Regions from separate parts of the Mus musculus genome. Here region 1 is linked to region 2. A link is a contact called in public Hi-C data. All regions are on one chromosome and are shown on one strand. The core of a region is the stretch at or near the end of the contact, and the rest is flanking DNA. Distances in the headings are between cores, read along the strand shown.

Region 1 (4,720 bases), core at 2,020-4,519, 70 kb after region 2:
AACCTGCCCAGTGTGAATATCTTGGTATGAGGGGTCTAGGCAAAAATGGGATCCTGTGTTGTAAAGAATGCCAACTGCCAGCTGGAGGGCTGGTGGCCATGAAAGCCTGCTAGAGGTTCTTTCAAATGTAAGTTTCAAATTCGTCCCTATTTGGACAAAAGATGTAACTATCCATGTGCTTCTCAGACTTGTAGCTTGCGACAATTGTAAGACAAAGTAAGAAAGAAATAGCTCTCTGAAATGAGAGAAGAAAAGACCTCAGGGTAAGAGAAAACCAGGGAAGATGGGGAGCCAAAATAAAAAAAAAAAAAAATATATATATATATATATATATATATATATATTATATATAATTATATATAATAAAAAACACACAGGAAGGAACACAGGTTAATAGGAAAGAAAATGGACACTGGGTGGGAGCCTTCCTTGTACTTCCTCTTGGTTGTGACATTCAATCCACCAAATACTGAAGGAACTTCCCTCAATGCTAGAGAGTAAGGGTCAGCAGAAATCACACCATGGCCACCACCCTCTGGTGCATGCACACTCTGGGGGGGACATGAAGCTCTTAAGGACAGAAGAGAACCACCATGGGAGGAGGACTTGGGAAAGCTTTCTGAGTAAGATGCCATTGAGGAAGGGCTTAACAGATAGAGGGTAGTGGGCAAAGCTAGGCAAGAGGCCAGTGATGAAGCTCCAGGTCCTGGGAAGCATCCTTTGGGTTGGAGTTAGGCAGTGCAAACAGAATTCCTGCAGCCTATCGCTCAGAAGATGGGGATGTGGATGGACAGACTGTTCTACAGACTGCAGGCATGATGTTTCGGTGCCCTGTTTAAAGGTTATCCTTCTTCAACCTTGACATCTTGTTTCAATCCGACAAGACACTGGAATGTTTATACCAAGAACCTCCCGTCTCAAGTCTATATAAACAATTCTTAGCATTTATTGTCTGCCTTGTCAATAAATGTTGATCACCAAACGGCCGGGCAGAAGAGACAATAGGGCCAGGCTTCCACCAGCCCCGGGAAAGAGTGGGGGGTGGAGTTTCAGATCACCAGGAGGAGAGGGTCTGAGAAGACAGCAAGGAAAAAACCCAAAGAGCCAGATCAATAGTAGGATGTAAGATCAATAGTAGGATGCAAGTATCAATAGTAGGATGCAAGTATCAATAGTAGGATGCAAGTATCGTGGGTTCATGACTAGGAAGTAGCCAGATTAGCATATGGGGTTGTACAGCTTGAAATAAATCTTGGTTTTTCTGTGTAGTTATTGGGGACTAGCAAAACGTAAAGAAATACAGCTGCCAGATTAATCTACTCCTTATGTTAAAAATAATTCAGTTTGCCACAGACAAAGTCATTAAGGTTCAGAAAGGCTGGTTCTCCAGTGGCAGACTGAAGTCAGGTGTGTGTATCCAGATCCTCACGGTGTCCAGCACAGCCACTGCGGAGGCTAAGGTCACTTCTACATGACCTGGAAACTTTTACCCTCTGGGATGGGACACCTCCCCCCTACCCCTGCCTTCTATCGCACGGCAATGGGAACCTTCAATTAGTGACAGCACCCCAAGCAGCATGAAAGATGTCTTTGATTCTTAATCTAGATATTTCTCCAATTCCTCCCTGGAAGCCACAGCCGGGCTGCAAGAGAAGTTCAAATTCAACTCTTAGGTTACTGGTGTGAGTCAGGAGGGCCAAAACATGGGCTCTCATCCACTTGGCTGAGGCTGTTGGCTTTAGAGCTGGCCACTTGTCTGGCCGTTCTTTTGGAAAAGGAACAGCTAGAAAACATAATTGCCTACTTTCTAAACTATTTCAAGGGGCTGAAGAAATGGCTCAGCAGCTAAGAGCTCTAACTGCTCTTGCAAGGGAACAGAGTTTGGTTCCCAGCACCCATGTTAGGCAGCTAGTAACTGTCTATAACCCCAGTTCCAGAGGATCCAACACCCTCTCCTGGCCTCTGAGGGTCCCAAACATACTAGCGATGAACAGACATAGATACAGGCACAACACTCTTCTATACATATAAAATAAAAATAAATCTTTAAAGGGAGATCTTAATAAGCAACTTTTAGTATCTTTCTGTGACGCACCATGCTTTGGTTCTGGTTTTCAGAGACTCCGTGTGACAATCTGCATCAGATGGACGACAAAGTACCACACAACTCACAAGATGGCTCTGAGCTAGGTGACAGTCTCCCCTCAGCAATACCTGCTGTGCTATAATTAATATCCCACCCATGTGCATTCGTAACAGGTAAAGGGTCTTAAGTGGAAAGGGAGGGGGTTTTTAACGGTGATGAGTTCATATCTTTACCCAATTCAGATCACTCACCTGTAAACAAGCAGGAAATACCCGAGGCTTGCAGAGGCGAGAGAACTGACACGATGAAGCAAAAATTCTATAAACAAAACTCTATTTCCTTAGAAATACGTCAAAATGACACCCAGAGTGATGTAGTGAGCTGTAGCCGCAGGGAACAGGCAGCAAGGTATTTATAAAGAGCTTTTTTTTGTTGTTTATTTGTTTTTGGTTTGGGGTTAACTTTCTTTTCCAGCATGTAAACGCATTTTATATCCACCTCTCCTCTGAAGAGTCAGAGAAATGGGGAGAAAGAGAAAAGGGCCGTCCACTGGTCTCAGAGCCCTTACTTCAAAGATTTGTCAAGTTAGTTCCTTTAGTTAGCTCTGAGGGGATTTTTTTTCCATTTATGTGAATCTTTTAATTTATTTTTTAATTAGGTATTTTCTTCATTTACATTTCAAATGCTATCCCAAAAGTCCCCCAGGCCCTCCCCTCCCCCCTGATTTTTTTTAAGGTCTTTAGGGGCCTAGAGAGGTGGCTCAGTGGTTAAGAGCACTGACTGCTCTTCCAGAGGTCCTGAGTTCAACTCCCAGCAACCACATGGTGGTTTACAAACATCTGTAATGGGATCTGATGCCCTTTTCTGGTGTGTCTGAAGACTGTAACAGTGTACCCATATACATAAAATAAGTAAATAAATAAATAAATCTTTTTTAAGGTCTTTAAATTATCACATTAACAATGCTTTTCACAGGGAAAAATTGCTGCCACTAACTTGGTCATCCTCCTTCTCCACACAGTGTGACTAGGTGGCCTTCAGCCTTCCTGATCACAGTCTATTAGTGCTCCAGTGCCAGACTTAGTGCCTCAGAGGGCGTGGCATGCTCACCACACTGCCTCAGTCCAGAGGCTCTCTGCATGGGAGCACCAGCTTGTCTGGAGGATCTGAGCTCCATCTCAGTTCTGACAACACCCCTCCCCCCATCTTCTCTCACATCATTAACAGGATCAATGTGAGCTGAGGATAGAAAAGAGGGGGCTTAGAGACACACACGCCCTTTAAGGACATCACATGCCTCCTCCCTGTTCCCTTCTCTGTCCCTTCTGCTGTAGGTAGGTAATATTTCTAAGGGCCACGACAGCTGCCATTTCCTGACAGGTTATTATTCTCTGCATATTGTAACATCAGTTCTACTGGAGTTTCATTGTACTGATGGAGATAGTGAGGTACAGGGAAATTGAGTGATTGGTAAACCTGCCACCAAAGTGTTCCTTTCCTTGTGGCACACACAAGACCACTGGGCCAAATGCTTTGGCTGACAAAAGGTTGGCTCTTCTTTTCCCCTGACCTGGAGTTCTTAAATATGGAGTCTCAATACTTTAGGGAAAGCTTCAGTTTCCCTTACAGGGCCACTGTGTTGCCCAGGCCCAAGGGCATCTCTCAACAGCTGTGTGATACAAATGGGATCTGTGCTCCTGGGTTTTCTGACTTAAAAAAAAATCTCCCATCTTTCTCAGGGCCAAGGCTAGACCTGTTCCCTGTTTAGGTGACACTGTGACAGGACAAGTGAGCCTTCACTGATTTTCACGGTCAGCCTGGTTTTCTCATGGTCAGTCTGATTTTCTCTTTAAGATGAGAAGACAGTCTCCCAGGACCCTTGACCTTGTAGTAGAAAGGGAGGGAGTCCTGCTGCTTGCCCTGTTCTCTGCTTTCAGAGTGCTAAGAGGTCATTTCGGGGGTGAGGAGTACTGACACAGGGCTCTGCTGTGTAGCCTCAACAGACCTTGAATTCACAACCACAACCCTCCCTTAGCCTTCGGTGCTGGGGCTGCAGTAGCGTCACCATACCCAGCTTCACCAGTCCTTGAGACGCTCTATATTTATCTCAAGGATGATACAGAATAAAATGATTACATCTTTAGACTACTACATTGATACAACGGAACAATCACAGGGACATTGACAAACTCTTCCTACCTCAAAAGAGCACAAATAAAAATAAAGGACTATTTCTAAAGAGTGTAATCAGGGAGTCGACTCCAGCCTACAATCGTTGTTTAGATAAGTGTCATGATTGTTTAAATAACTCCAGCTATTTCTAGCTGGGCAAATAAGTATAGGCTCACAGAAAAATATAACATGTAGTAAAAGACCTAATGCTACCACAGCTCTTGATTAAAGATGCGATTCGCTTTTATGTCTTTTCAAAAATAGCCAGGAAGTGGCTACAGGACGTGTTTGGGTTAAGGAGGATTTATTTAGTTCCTAACACACGCTGAGAACCTCCCCTTGGGCCTCACCCCTAATCCACAATAAGAGCATCTTTCTAACGGCTTGCAGATTCCCATTTATGCTGGAACTGGAACTGGAAACAGAGAGAGGGAACGGAGAAATTGCTAAGATGCCTTCCCT
Region 2 (4,735 bases), core at 1,685-4,184:
TAAGTTCTAGTGACTTTATACCCACATCATCTTGAGACCTTTATTCGAAAGCACTGATGCTATAACAGATAACAGGAATTTCATACTAAAATAAGTGAAGATGGACAACTGATTGGTTATCAGCAGTATACTTACAGAATAAAAACAGTAACAGATTTAAGACCTGACTTAGACCAAAAAAGGCTATTCTCAGTCTTAAAAAAAAAACACCCTCCATGCAGTGAATGGAGATAAAAGCAAAAGCCCATGGCTTCACAAGATTCTAAAAATAAAGGACAGTTGAAGGCTAGACCTTAGGCAAGACACATCTATGACCCCTTCATGGCTCAAGGAACATTGCAGAAGAGGGTACAGTGAAAATGTAAGAGTCTCAAGATGGGGAGCGGGGTTGTGAAATTCCATTTCCTGATCAGGATGTGGATGTGGGAACCACAGACCCAGCACTGTGCATTCTGTCAGTGAGTCCACAGCAGTCGGGGAATCCTGACAGTCAGCTGCAGAGGGTGAAGGGCCCCAGGGGCCATTCCACATACTGCTATTGGCACTCATTCTGAGAGGGGAGACGTGATAGTAGGGTGTATACCTACTGTGGAGCCCACCAAGCTCTGCGAGTTTGTTCTAAACACTGGATCAAACAGAGGGACTAATGAATGGGGAAAGAAATGTACAGGGCTACGGAAGGAGCTGGTGTGAGTAGGAGAGAAATGGGAGAAGATGGGCAGAGCTACCAAAATGTACAGTATACAGTTACAGAAAGAACAAAATTTATTAATAGCTTTGCTAACAGACTAGTCAATTGTTGAAACATTTTATTTCCTACAAAACTTGAGCTTCAATTAAAATTACTTGGGGGAAACTTGGTTTAACTTTTATGATTATATCATTTACTTTAAGTTTTAGGTGCCAGCTTGCAGGCTCTGATGTCCCTGTCATCTCTGCCATGAGTTAAGGATGTCCTCAGGCCCAAGCATCTGCCTAGCATGCACAGCTCTCCACATCAACAGCTTTGTCTTGTTCCTGATCTTAGTGGAATTGCTTTGAGTTTCTCTCTAGTTAAGTTGATGTTGGCTGTGGACTTGCTGTAAATGTCCTTTTTATGTTGAGGTATGTCCCCATGTCTCTAGTTTCTCCAGGAATTTTATTATGAAGGAGTGTTGGACTTTGTGAAAGGCATTTCAGTATCTAATGAGGTGATCCTGTGTTTTTGTCTTTCAGTTCGTTTATACAGTAGATCGCTGCCGCCGGTAAAACAGTTTTAACGTGCGCCCTTAAGATTCTCTGCATTTCTAGTTGGGCGGTAGTGGCGCACACCTTTAATCCCAGCACTCGGGAGGCAGAGGCAGGCGGATTTCTGAGTTTGAGGCCAGCCTGGTCTAAAGAGTGAGTTCCAGGACAGCCAGGGATGCACAGAGAAACCCTGTCTCGAAAAACCAAAAAAAAAAAAAAAAAAAAAGATTCTCTGGATTTCTGTGTCTGTTGTTATGTCCCCTTTTCATTTCTTTTTTTTTTTTAATTTGGATATTCTCTCTCTTATTAGTTAATTTGAATAAGAGTTGTTAATTTTATTGATTTTTTTTTTTCAAAAAAATCCCAACTCTTTATTTCATCGATTCTTTGGGTTTTTTGTTTTGTTTGTTTCTACTTTATTGATTTCAGCTCTGAGTTTGATTATTTCTCTCCATCTACTTCTTTTGGGTGTGATTTCTTCTTTTTGTTCCAGGGAAAGCCCTTTTAAAGCATTGTTCAGTGTCAAAGAGCCTGAGTGGTTTTGATTAAAAGTTTAAGAGGGTTCTTTGAACCCTTGAACCCTGTCTTCTGCCAGCATTCCTTTTGGTTCATCCCTGCCAGCACCTCTGTTCCCTAAGGCAGAATCCTGTCACCCTTCTTCTGTGGATTGTGCAAAGGAAGCAGTAGGGGAGGAAGGAGGAAGGAAGAAGGAAGGGTGGTTTTCCTGTTACTGTGCTTCCTCTGCCACGAGGGGGATCTCCTCCTGCTTTGTAGGAAAAAGGCAGTGTTTCCTCCTGGCTTCAGCTGACTATAGGCAGGATGGTACTCAAAACTGTCCGAGGAGGCTGTTTCCATATGCACAATGTTCACAAATGGCAGTGGAGGCTGTTTCCATACGCACAATGTTCACAAATGGCAGTGGAGGCTGTTTCCATACGCACAATGTTCACAGGTGTCAGCATATATATTTGCATTGGTAAACCCTAGTGTGCCTAGCCACTGTCGCCACATCCTTAAGTACCTAAGACTTTGCAGTAAGAGATGACATGTCTCCTGCCTGTGAAAGAGCCTTAGAGTTTAGTGTGTGTGTGTGTGTGTGAGAGAGAGAGAGAGAGAGAGAGAGAGAGAGAGAGAGAAAGAGAGAGAGAAAGAGAGAGAGGTGCCTAAGAGCTTTGTGTGTGTTGAGGGGGAGCCTAAGAGCTTAGTGGGGGGGGGGGCTAAAAGTTTATTGGGGGAAATAGGAGAGGTTGGTAGTTACAAAAATAGTGTGACTCTGACTGGATAGTGAGGCTGAAAACGAGTCCAGTCTTCCTTTCATGCTAGAGGAAAATAAATCCTCAGGGATTTGGCTCTGCTACACCCTGGGAGAATCAGTATGCTGCGAGCTCTGAGAGATGCTTTTCTTCTGTATCTGAGAGAAAAAAGTCAGGTTCTTAAGAAACCCAGATTAGTGCTGAACCTTCTCCCCCTCAGAAATGGCCGAAGACATCTGTAATCCCCCGCAGCCACGTCAGGTCTGCCCGCCCGCGCCGGCTTCTGTGCCATTGCAACCGTGTGCCTCATCTCCTCCTCCGCTGCGGCACACAGACCCTGCCTGCTTGAGAGTCTCTGGAAACACTGACCTCTCTCCAGTCAGTCAGACCGCTAATCCTGCTGACTTTCTTTGCCTTCTGTCTCCCTTCCCCTTCCTCAGAGTTATTCCTGTGTAGCCATGACTAATCAGTGTGTGGGTTTCCTGCCTTAGTTCCACCTTTCTTGACTTTGTAGTGTTTGTCTAGAGCCCTTTGCTTTTATAAAGATTAGTTCCAGGATCCAGTTTTCCTTAGCTTGCTGCCTCACCTACCCAGAAACCCTCTCCTTTTAGCTTCCCCCTCAGGCTTCCAGGGTACTTAAAGCTAACCTGTGAGCAGGCCTGTGTAACAGTCTCCAGAGTGGTTCCTGGTGCAATTCCAATTGATGGCCAAAGAGACAGAAGTGTTTCTTCTTTGGGGACACCATCAAGAGCATCAGTAATCACAGCATAAATATTTTTTTTTCTCTCCCCATAATTCCCTGGTCTGGTCAATCACACTGACTTTTGGAAGCAGATAAACTCAGTATCAAAGAACAACAGACTTTGTTCTGAATGGCTCCCTTAGGTCTCATGAAAGAAGGAGCCGAAGTAGCACACAGTCTGACTACAGTTAATATTTTTCTGTATTGGGCGGGGGGTGGGGGAGGCGAGGGGAGGTTTTATGTCCAGACTAGAGTTAGAGGTATTGTTAGACCAGCAGGGGTGGAATTTGGGTCATTGTACCTCACACAGGGCCACTACTGATGGATAGTCTTTTCATGGGTGTGTTATCTGTCTCCTGGATTTAGAAATGTAGATCTGCAACCTACACTATAGTGACCCAGGTCCCATTTGCCATCAGAGCCTTCCTCTCACGGTGTTTTATACTGCAAAGGGGACTTTTTTCTCTTATATACTGCAAAGGTGACTTCTCAGATAATGGAAGTCACTTGTGTCTTCATTGTGGTGTCATCTGTCAGGTTACAGTGGTAATGAAAGATTGGAACTTCAGGCTTCGAGCATCACAGCTCTGTAAACCCAACTCAGAAACCCACCTAGATATCTAATCACTTACATTTATTTCATCTACTAGGGGTAGCTAGTAAATTGTAGGTGTTCACGTCCAGGCTTTGTATTAGCCTTTGGTAATGGGATAGGGAGACATCTTTTAAAACATAGTACATTCATTTAATAGAGCTTCACCATATGTTTATTGAAAGTTAAATTAACTGAAACTTCCATAAGCATAAAATGTGGGATCTCAAGCAACAAAGGAATTTTAATCTGTAGTAGTGATATTTCCATTTTGTATTTGTGATAACTGAAAGAATCATCGAAGATTGTGAATTCTGAAATTAACAATTCTGAAAGCAGAATTTCCTGCAGGATAGAAAAGAAAGTAATTATCTTTCTAATTGCCTTTTTAGGATAAGAAAGAGGGCAGTGACAACTGAATCAGTGGGTCAGTCACACACTAGCTTTTAGTGGAAGTGCTTGATCCTTTTGATAACTGCAAGCTTGGCATTATGAATTGATTCACACTCCACACCACAGTCCATGGAACTGGCCGAATCTTCTCCTTGGCAGCCTTCTCTACTGCCCCTCCTCCACGTCTGCCTCACTTAGAGGCCGAGAGTCCCATCTGGAATGCCTGTTGCCACAGAATACAGAACCTACTGGGAACTGGCAAGTGTGTGTATGCCTAGGCTTGGCTGGTGGCTCATAGAATCAGGGAAACCATGTGGAAAGCCTGCTCATCCGTGTGCAGAGCCTGTGCTGTAGCTAAGTGTTAGCTGCTGCAGGGCTGTGGGCCCCGGCACCGTGCTTTAGGCCTGCAGCATTTGTAGTTGATCCTAAAGACTGGTGAGGGTGGCCGCTTTGCCATTGTAAGATAATGAGTCATTTGATGCCTGTGGAAGGACAGCCAGAGCCCACTGTTTTGTTGTTTTTGATTAA

The links. A called contact is a pair of places that touch in the nucleus more often than the background predicts.
Region 1: a Hi-C map of rod photoreceptor shows a contact between it and region 2, with 1.7 times the contacts expected there. The contact joins two enhancer-like sites. A contact is called at or near these places in 7 of 484 Hi-C or Micro-C datasets (the HPC-7 cell line, the N1E-115 cell line, embryonic fibroblasts and 4 more), 1 of 115 datasets of contacts at active chromatin or transcription factors (embryonic stem cells) and 2 of 9 other capture datasets (adipose tissue and pancreatic islet).

What each region holds. Positions count from the first base shown.
Region 1 is chr13:99,463,037-99,467,756 of GRCm38.p6, forward strand. All of the region lies in intron 2 of Map1b (microtubule-associated protein 1B), which reads right to left. Among named protein-coding and RNA genes, the nearest start is that of Map1b, 51 kb to the right of the region's middle. Within about 2 kb of position 3,270, at least 10 of the 459 cell types and tissues checked have an H3K27ac peak or open chromatin away from gene starts, as enhancers often do. A contact at or near this core is called in rod photoreceptor, where this site is marked.
Region 2 is chr13:99,392,952-99,397,686 of GRCm38.p6, forward strand. All of the region lies in intron 4 of Mrps27 (mitochondrial ribosomal protein S27), which reads left to right. Among named protein-coding and RNA genes, the nearest start is that of 6430562O15Rik, 18 kb to the right of the region's middle. Within about 2 kb of position 2,935, at least 21 of the 459 cell types and tissues checked have an H3K27ac peak or open chromatin away from gene starts, as enhancers often do. A contact at or near this core is called in rod photoreceptor, where this site is marked.